Regions from separate parts of the Sus scrofa genome. Here region 2 is linked to region 1. The links are chromatin contacts, called in public Hi-C maps. All regions are on one chromosome and are shown on one strand. The core of a region is the stretch at or near the end of the contact, and the rest is flanking DNA. Distances in the headings are between cores, read along the strand shown. Region 1 has its middle 28 kb from the start of IL4R. Region 2 overlaps NSMCE1 (non-structural maintenance of chromosomes element 1 homolog).

The links. Hi-C and Micro-C count contacts between places; a contact is called where the count stands out from the background.
Region 2: a contact with region 1 is called in a Hi-C map of embryonic fibroblasts, with 5 times the contacts expected there. A contact is called at or near these places in 3 of 5 promoter capture datasets (fetal liver, fetal skeletal muscle and liver), 26 of 47 Hi-C or Micro-C datasets (alveolar macrophages, blood, brain and 14 more) and 2 of 2 datasets of targeted methods (alveolar macrophages and skeletal muscle).

The regions. Positions count from the first base shown.
Region 1 is chr3:19,520,934-19,526,043 of Sscrofa11.1, reverse strand. No RefSeq gene overlaps it. Among named protein-coding and RNA genes, the nearest start is that of IL4R, 28 kb to the left of the region's middle.
Region 2 is chr3:19,633,665-19,638,774 of Sscrofa11.1, reverse strand. All of the region lies in intron 2 of NSMCE1 (non-structural maintenance of chromosomes element 1 homolog), which reads right to left. Among named protein-coding and RNA genes, the nearest start is that of NSMCE1, 26 kb to the right of the region's middle.

The DNA of each region.
Region 1 (5,110 bases), core at 1,699-4,198:
TGGAGGAGACAGACATGAAAAAGACAAAAGGAAAAATCATCAACCTTTTAAAGAAAATAGGGGCCTAAGATGGGGGGGGGTAGCTTACAGGGAGGTCTTTAAGGAGGTGACACCTGAGCTGAGACCTCTGTGACTGGAAGAAGCCAGGATGGACTGGAGGAAGAGCATTCCAGGCAGAGCGTAGAGCAAGTGCAAAGGCCCTGGGGCACATGGGGGTTGGCAGGTTCACATTACAGCAAGATCAGCTACAGAACCCTGAGCCAGGGACAGTTGTGAGAGACAAGGACGGGCAAGCTGGAGTGAGGAATTTCTATTTTGGCATCAGTGCCCCTTAGCCCCTCCCACTGAGAAACACAGCCCAATAGACACCCGTCTCTCTTCAGTCTCCCCAGTTCCCAAATGTAACCCATCCTATCATAAGCAGAAGCCCAGGAGAGGAAGTGGCCTGGGAAGTGTTCCTCCAATGGGCGTCCCTCTCACCTTGCAGAAGCGAAGGACTAAAGTTCCTCCTGACAACAGTGGTTAAAATCCTCGCTGCGGATACGCTGGCTCAGAAGTGAAGTGACTCCCGCCAGAAATGAGTTGATTAGCACAGGGGAACGGCTGGCTGCCAGGGCCTTTCTTGGGAATTTCTTTGACAAAGGACTCTTAAAAATCCCCTTAAAATCTGGCCTTGACCTGCCAGACACCAGTCTCCAAATTTGGCAAGGAACCCAAAGGTCTTGGAGGCTTGAAGCCCCAGGTCTCTGCTCTGCTCCCTCCGTCTCCTTTATCCTGCCTGTCCCTTCGTTGTCTCATGTGTATAATAGGAACGATAATAAAATCATGGAGTTCCCGTCATGGCTTAGCAGTTAACAAACCCAACTAAGATCCATTAAGTTGCAGGTTCAATCCCTGGCCTCAGTGCGTGAAGGATCTGGCGTTGCCGTGATCCGTGGTGTCGGTCGCAGACGCTGCTCGGATCTGGCGTTGCTGTGACTGCGGATCTGGCGTTGCTGTGACTGTGGTGTAGGCCGGCGGCCGTAGCTCCGATTGGACCCCTAGTCTGGGAACCTCCATATGCTGTGGTGCTGCCCTTAAAAGCAAAAAGTAAAACACAATAAAACCTGCAAGGGAGGATTGTCCTGAAAGTCATCTATATGACTGTCACCTTCCTTATCTCCTGGGTTCACCCCAACCTGACACAGGTGGCGAGAGTGAAACGGTACAAACAATGTAGAAATCTGGAATTCTCAGCCCTGACTACTGCTCTCGGCTTCCTCTTGTGAACAGCAACAGCAAAAAATGTTGCCAGCCATTTCAGTAAACAAACAATGGTGCCTGCCGTTCTGGTAAAAAATGTTGCACAAAACTAAGCCATCAGCCCCTGCAGCCGCCCCCAGCTGTATCGGGGGGAATTGGGGCTGGAGAAGAACAGGATGCCAGCCCTAGAGAGTTAAGACGCCTCTCCAAGGAATAATTTCAATAAACCTAGACTCTTGCATCTTCCCATAGAAAAGCCCTAAAATCAATGTCTGTTTTATGTGATTAGCAGTAATCTTTTGATGTCCTACTACGTTGTTTTTTTTTTTTTTTTTTCTCATCACAACCTCACAGGGGTTTCCACTGTGGCACAACGGGATCTGCCACAGCATCTCTGGAGCACTGGGACAAAGGTTCAGTCCCTGGTTGGGCACAGTGGGTTAAGTATCTGGCATGGCTACAGCTGCAGCGTCGGTTGCAACTGCGGCTCAGCTTGGGAACTCCGTATGCCTCAGGGTGGCCAAAAAAACCCCAACCCAAACCCAAACCTCATATATATATGACATACATGTATTATCTCCCGGCTAGCCCCTTCCTCTTGGAACAGATCTGCATACTTATCTGAGAGGCTGTGTCCTGGGCTATGTAGTTCTCAGTAATTTCCCTGAATAAAACGTAATTCTCAACTTTTAGGTTGGGCAGTTTTGTTTTGTTTTTCAGTTGATGCTCCAGACCTTGCGGGTAAGCCCTGAAGGCTCCCGATTCCTGCCATTGGTTGATTCTAGCAAGGGAGCGTCCCAGCCCGTACCTTCCTTCAGTCCCCAGGCTCTCTGGCTTATACCTACGTCTTTGTGGTCAGGACTTACCCGTACGAGACCTGGCAATTCACTCTATTTTTTTGTTGTTGTTGTTTGTTTGGTTTTGTTTTTCTTTTTAGGCACGGCATATGGGGGTTCCCAGGCTAGGGGTCCAATTGGAGTTACAGCTGCCGGCCTGTGCCACAGGCATAGCAACATGGGATCCACATCTGAGACCTACACAGCCGCTCACGGCAATGCCAGATCCTTAACCCACTGAGCGAGGCCAGGGATGGAACCCGCATCCCCATGGTTAGTCGTCGGGTTTGTTAGCCGCTGAGCCACAACGGGGAACGCCATAATTCATTCCTTTATAAACAATTATTGTGTTAAGTACTCCCTGAGAGCAATTGTGCAAACAAAAATAAAATTTTCAACACTTATCGGGTCCAATCAATCAAAGATTTATTTTAGATTCTAGGGAATCTGAAAAAAAATAAAAGAGAGAGAACGCTGATTCAAAGAAGAACAAGTGTAGCAAGGGATTGAGAGCAAAACAGCTGAGTATCTAGAATTAGGCTAGAACCCTTTCATGCTCTCCAATAAGGGGCGCTAGCCACAGGGGGCTACTTTAGCGCTTGAAATATGACTCGTGTGACTGAGGAACGGATTTTTTAATTTTATGGCATTAATTAACATTTAAATTTAAACAGCCCCAAGTGGCTGGTAATTACAGTATTGGACAGTACAGGGCTAGATCGTTATAGTCCAATGTACAACTTTCTCAGCGTGGAGGGGAGAGGAGACGGTCTGGAAAGATGAAAGGAGCGAAGAGGGACAGACAGTATCCAGCGTTTGTCTCCAAAGCCACAGAGGGGGCGGGGCTCGTGGGTCAGACGGGTCCAGCGCCGGACCAATCCCCGACCGAGGAGGACGTAGGCGGCAGGCGTGGGCGGAGCGAGGTGCCGGCAGTCTGGAGTGGAGTTTCCCAGCACTCCCCTCGGGTATGGACCAGAGATGTGAAGGCCAGGAGGGGTACCCCGGGGGCAGCAGGGCTGTGTCAGCAAAGCCTCAGCAGAAACCGGGAGACCTCCAGAGACGCTGAATTCAGGGTTCCCAGCCCCCCTTGGTGCCCCAACCCCGCACACCGCAGCCTCGATTTTACAAAGATTGTTCCAGGGGTGCCGGCGGCAGGGTGGTAATTGTTTCCACTGCAGGTTTGTGTGTGTGTGTGTGATTACTACATTGGCACGTGCCCACCTTCTCTGATTCAGAGAAAATCTAAAGGGATAAATAGGAAAGTGAAAACCACCGGAAATCCCATCCCCCGCCTCATCATCTGGCATCGTGGGCTGTCCCCAAAATGTATGTTTGTTTTTGAAGGTGTATCTCGTTAACATCCTGTTGAATAACTTTTCTGACAGTATTTTCCCACGGAGGTTATTAATTAAAAAAAAAAAAAAACCCAAAAAACAAAAAACCCCACAACCACCAAGAAATTTCTGAGTCCCCGCTGCAAGGGAGGCATGACCTCACTGGAGCCTCACAGCAGCCAGAGTCCACTGTCTGAGACTTTTCTGTGATGTACCCTGACTCCTCATCACCTTTGTCTGCCATTTGCCTGTTTTTGTGGCTTTTTTTTTGTTTGTTTGTTTGTTTTTCTTTTTTGGGGGGGTCTCTTTAGGGCCACATCCTTAACATATGGAAGTTCCCAGCTAGGGGGTCAAATCAGAGCTGTAGCTGCTGGCCTACACCACAGCTCGGGGATCCTTAACCCACTGAGCGAGCCCAGGAATGGAACCCATGTCCTCATGGATACGAGTCAGGTTTGTTACCCCTGAGCCATGGCAGGCACCTATTTGCCTGGATTCTTATACCCCTTTTACAGGTGAGAAAACTGAGACTCAGAGAAGCAAGGGCTCTGCCTGGGTTTGAACGTGCCTTTGCCAATTCAGAGCTGTGTGACTCTGGGCCTCCGTTGCCTCCCCATCAAAGGTGGATAAGAGAAGTACCCTGCAGCCCACAGGTGTGGGATGAAGAGCAGATGTCTTGATGGCTGAAGGCCAGGCAGCACCCGGCCGCTCTTGTGGTCAACCTGCCTGAGCTCCGTGACAACAACAGGACAGTGCCAGATCTTCCTCAAAATCCCGCCCTTTACTGCTTTATTGAAGAACAGAGGACTTCTGGCCAATGGAGAGCAGATTGGCTGGAGGCCAGCTCCTTGGTCCCTGCTGCCCCCTAGTGGCCACTCCATTAGGTTCCAGCGCCTGCCTCTGCGCCCCCGGAGGTGCCACGCCCAGAAAACTAAGCCGGGGAGAATGCCACCCTCCCCCCCTCCACCTCTTTTTCACCTCTGCCTTTATCCTCCATCCTCTCCAGCCCCTGGCAAAGGGCTAGACACACATTAGGAACCCAGGGTTCGCCAAGGACCAGCTGCGTGGCTCATGGCCAGTTGTATCCTCTCTGCGCTTCCTTCTGCTTCTGTAAAATGGGAGCCATAGTAGTGCTGACTTCAAGGAGCTGTTGTTAGAATTAAGTAGGTTAAATTTCAGAGTTCCCATCGTGTCGCAGTGGTTAACAAATCCGACTTGAAACCATAAGGTTGTAGGTTCGATCCCTGGCCTTGGTCAGTGAGTTAAGGATCCGGCGTTGCCATGAGCTGTGGTGTAGATTGCAGATGAGGCTCGGATTCTGCGTTGCTGTGGCTCTGGCATAGGCTGGTGGCTACAGCTCTGATTAGATCCCTAGCCTGGGAACCTCCATATACCACGGGAGTGGCCCTAGAAAAGGCAAAAAGACAAAAAAATAAAAATAAAAATGTTAATTTTGGAAAGCTTAGAACAGAGCCTGCACAGAGCTAATGCTGTCCAGGGGTTTCCCAGCATTGCTGTTGTTATACTGGATGGGTCTGTGGGTGTCATGGAGGTGAGGGAATGAACCATAATTAAAGGAAATAATAACATTCTGAATTTAATGTTACTTTATGGCAAAAAGGACAGGCTGGAACAACAGAAATCCCAGACCAAAACGGTCCTGATGCAATCACTCCACCAATTGTGTTTGTATGTGTC
Region 2 (5,110 bases), core at 990-3,489, 110 kb before region 1:
CAGTTAGAAAGCAAGCCCAGAAGGTGTCCCTCCCGCCCTTGCACGAAGGGCTGTCAGGCTTCCTTCCTCCCCAGCCTGTCCAGGTCTGTGCCCTGAGCTTGCTGGAAACCCCTTTCCACCTGCCCCACACCCAATGAGAGGCTGGGAAACGCGGCCGCGGGGGCCCTCGGGCAGCGAAGAACCACCCCGCCTGTGACACAGGGGCAAGTCCCACGTCCCTCTGAAAGCGAGAATTCACATTTTCCACTGAAAAGGCCTCTCTCCTGGGTGTCGTTCAGAAAAATGTACCCCGTGGGCAGATCAAACGCCTTCTACCACGTCGGACTTTCCAGAAACTGGGTCCGCGCGGAGATGAGCTAATAGCCGCCCTGCGCTTCCCCCCTTTCCCACCTCTGGTTTGCTGTCCAGCCTCCCTTTTCAGAAACGTGAATGTTTTCAAGGTCTTTTCATCTTATAAAAAAAAAACCCCACCAAACTCCACTTCCTACTACGGTCCTCACTGCAGCCACCTGCCTCAGGGGCTCACTTCCCTCCCGCGCACGAGCGTCCCTGGCACAGCCCATCCGCTGCCAGCCTGGGGGTGTTGGCCCTGCGCTGCATCACTGCCTGGGAAAAAGCTCCTCTCGTGCCCAGCAACAACCCCCCACTTGATTTCTTAGGGGCAACAGAGGTGGCGTGGGCCACGGGCCAGCAGCAGGGCTGCCCAGCTCGGCCTGATTCTCTGGGCAACCCCTTTCTCCCTTCCTCTCATCCCCGCAGGGGCCCCCGCCGCCTGGCGTCCAACCTCACCTGCGTCTAGAAAACTCCCCTCCAACTCTACCGCCTGCCCAGCTCCAACCGGCAGGGCTCCTGAGCCCCTGGCATCCTGGACACGCACCTCTCCTGGGCAGGCCTGCCCTCACCTCACTGACCCCGCCACCCCCTCGCACCACAGTCCCCGAGCACTTCTGTCCCCATCACACTTGGTCCAGGAACCAAATTGGCCGCCCCACTCCCAGAGTCCGTCTTTCCCCTACACATGTGACGTGGTAGGAGAACCAGTCCCACGTCCAGAGAACCAGGGGGCAGGGAGCCGAGGGCGCCAGATCCCAGGTCCACCAGGAACCCAATTCCAGGGTGGGCCCCGAACCCAAGCTCAGCCTATCAGACACCCTCTCGAGCTGAGCAAGGGACAAAGGGGCGCCGGCAGGTGCTTCCAGCCCAGCCGCCACAGAAGGAAGGTGGCTGTGGCTGTGCGGCTGCTCTGCTTCCTGTGCCCTGGTGTCCTCTGGCTCCTGCCTGTTCCCCTCCAGCCTGGCCCCTGGCTATCAATCAGGCCTGGGTGTCCCTGTCCCAAGTATCCCCTCAACACGTTCCTTTTGAAGTTGGCCAGAACTGGGAACCCTCGCTACTGAGACCCCTGACTTGCCCCTGAAGCATTGAGGTAACCCCAAATGGGTGCGTCCCCCAAGCCGAGTCTTCAAACCAGCTAATTTGCACGGTTCTGCCCTCTCTCCTGCCCCTGTTCCTGGAGCCCATTGAGGAAAACAAACAAACAAACAAAAAAAACATAGGCTTCAGGTCACTATCAAAATATCAGGCTTGGAGTTCCCATCAGGTTAACGAATCTGACTGGGAACCATGGGGTTGCAGGTTCGATCCCTGGCCTTGCTCAGTGGGTTAAGGATCCAGTGTTGCTGTGAGCTGTGGTGTAGGTTGCAGACGCAGCTTGGATTCCGTGTTGCTGTGGTTGTGGCGTAGGCCGGCAGCTGCAGGTCTGGTTCGACCCCTAGCCTGGGAACCTCCATATGCTGCAGGAGCGGCCCTAGAAAAGGAAAAATGACAACAACAACAACAACAACAAAATCAGGCTTTTGCAGCTCGAGCTGGATCAGAGGCTGGGTCCCTCCGACACCAATGACCAGCAGTTAGCGATGCAGGTCCCTGGACCTCTTCCAGGACAGCTGCCTCTTCTCAGGGAGCAAAGGGCCATCCTAACCAGGGTGGCTGAACCATGCCCAGGTCTGCACACCTGTGTTCTCTCCACATAAGCAGGGTGTACCCATGCCTGTCCTGGGGGCCGGGGGCGCTGCTCCTGCTGGGCTGCGACAGCGGGCTGTCATCACCTCAGGGTGTGCTGGAGACTAACTCATTAGCCTGGCTCATTTCACTACTGCAAGGACGCCGACTCCATGGGCTAGGCTCTTGTTATCCTCTTTACATGTCAGAAGCTTGGAGAGCAGACCCAGACTTCCCGGCGTGGAAATGGAGCCCAGGCCAAAAGCTCCCGGGCACGAAGCCACACAGCCTCTGGGGAGCAGAGCAAGTATTCTCTGAGAACACTCCCCACCCCGGCCCCCACCAAGGTCACATGGACAGACATTCCTCCAGAACCTGGCACCGTGCCTTCAGCGTCATAAAAGGGGCCTCGGCTGATACAGAGAGATGCAAAGTGTCTGGGCAGTGCTGGTCAAGACACGCGACGCCTGCACCCAGAGGACACATGTGGCAGCCGGGCCCAGCCGGCATCCATCATGCCTCAGCCAGACCTGACCCTTTGGCCAAGTCACGGACTCTGGAGAAGACAGACAGCTCTTTCTTTAGCGGGATATGCCTTTCCATTGGGGCAATTAAAAAATGGGATTTGGGGGCAGTCCCCATCGTGGCTCAGGGGTTAACAAACCCGACGAGCATCCGTGAGGATGTGGGCTCCATCCCTGACCTCGCTCAGTGAGTTAAGGATCCAGCGTTGCTGTGAGCTGTGGTGTAGGTCACAGACACAGCTTGGATCCCAAATTGCTGTGGTTGTGGCGTGGGCCAGCAGCTGCAGGTCTGGTTCAACCCCTAGCCTGGGAACCTCCATATGCCGCAGGTGTGGCCCTAAAAAGACATTTAAAAAAAATAGGACTTGGGGCACTGGGGACAGGCTGGGGCAGCACTGGATGAATGGGACACGTCTCTGAGGCGCAGGGGCTGCTTCGATGCATTTTGAGTTTATTTCCTCTGGCCACTGCTGTACATGTCATCTCCTTTTAAAGTTCAATTTTAATTTAACCAACACAGCTCCTCTTGGTAATCAGAGTCCCTGCTTCCCAGAAGCCTACTGGAACCCAGGGCTCACCGCATATCTGAGCAGCAGGAAGTCTGCTGCTCTAACTTCTGAGCAGACATATAGTTTTGTTCCAAGCTAGGCATCACATGTAGGAAATTTTTAGGCAGAGGAACTGCTATTTTAGGCAGAGGAAATAGCAGCAAAAAATAAGACCCCAGGGGAACCAAACCACATACAGACCAACCTGCCCCAGGAGAGCGCTCTCATCTGATAGGTTCTGCTGGGTGGTCCTCCTGAGCATGGCGCTGCGGACGGGCCAGCCCAGGCACTGGACCAGACACGGGTACGAGGGCACAGCAGGGCATGGACTCCTGGGCAGGAACAGGCTGGCAGGCAAGGACACTGGGCCAGACTCATGTGTGAGGGGTCATGTCGCAGCCCATGGCTTTCCCATCAACCGCCTGGGGATGATGGATGGGCCTCTTTTTTTTTTTTTTTTGGTCTTTTTAGGCCTGCACCCTTGGCATATGGAGGCTCCCAGGCCAGGGGTCTAATCAGAGCTGTTGCTGCCAGCTTACACCAGAGCCACAGCAACGCGGGATCCGAGCCACGTCTGTGACCTACACCACAGCTCAGGGCAACGCCAGATCCTTAACCCACAGAGCGAGGCCAGGGATCAAACCCCCCACCTCAAGGTTCCAAGTCGGATTCGTTTCCGCTGCGCCATGACAGGAACTCCCTGGATGGTCCTCTTGACATTCAGATAACTGGAGTGGAAAGATCGGCACAGATGATGGCACAGCTACAGTGGCCAGTGAACTGTGCTGGGAAGAGCAGGGGTGGAAGGGGTGCTGTCTTTTTTCAATTTTGTTTTTATTTTTGGTTGAGGAGGGCAGCGGCTTGAAGTGGGATCTCAGTTCTTGGACCAGGGATTGAACCTGGGCTGCAGCGATGAAAGTCCTGAATCCTAACCCCTAGGCCACCAGGGAACTCCCGAGAGTTCTTTTATGTGGCAAATATATGAGACGAATAATTCTCTACATCTGTACATCAATCCACTGTGTGCCACGGTGCTGCTCAGGATCTCATCAGACCCAAGGTGAGCCGGGATGTGGTACAGTCTGCTTTTCAAAAGAGGACACCACGGGTCCGACAGGTTAAGGACTTACCGAGGTCAGAGGGCTGGTAAGTGACAAAGTCTGAACCAGAAATCAAACATCTGGCACAGTGACAAAAGGACTTGAGCATTCAGTTAAAAAAAAAAAAAATTATTTCTCAGATATGCAGTGAGGTCTGAGAATTACGTCAAAATGTTATCGGGTGAGTAGTCAAGAGTACAGATTAAATAAGATTAGTCATGAGTTATTATCATTTTAATTAGAGGAGGACTACATGGGGCTGCGCTGTGTTATTCTTTCTTCTTTCCTTTTTCCATGATAAAAGTTTAAACATTTTTTCATGCTCAACAGTATATAACTGATGCCTTAGCCCCCAGGAGTCTGAATCAAAAAAAACCCCCCAGAAAAACGACAATGTCCTGTGACAATGGAGATGAGCTCAGGGCTCTGAGGATACAGGCGGAACAGCTTTTAACAAGGGGCTGTTTTAAAATCTGTTGTTGACAGATCTGTCTCCAGGTATAGAGACCATTTTTTTTCAAGACCAAGAGATTATTAGTTAGGAAGTGTACTCCTTGGCCTTCCTGTGCATAAAACTGACTTTACAGCACTTGGCAGAGGTCCTGCGTCTCGGCCGCATGCCGCAAGCGCCCTAAAACCCACGACGACGTTGCCTGAGTGACACGGGGCCAGACATCTGCAATCCCTATCAGTTCAGTAAACTAAACCTACCCATCAGCCACTCCCCTGACCAGAGGTCTACCGGCCAGCACTTTTGGCAGGGCCGACCCTTCATCGTGATGGCACTGAGGCAGGACAGAGTCCAACTTAGCGGGGGAGTCATCACAGAAAGCCAGACCGCTCTCAGCAGAGCTTTACTGCTGAGGTTGTCCAAGTGCAGTTCGTTTCCACCTCGGAGAAGAGGCGGGCCGGCTAACACTGAGATGCCTGCCGGCCCCCG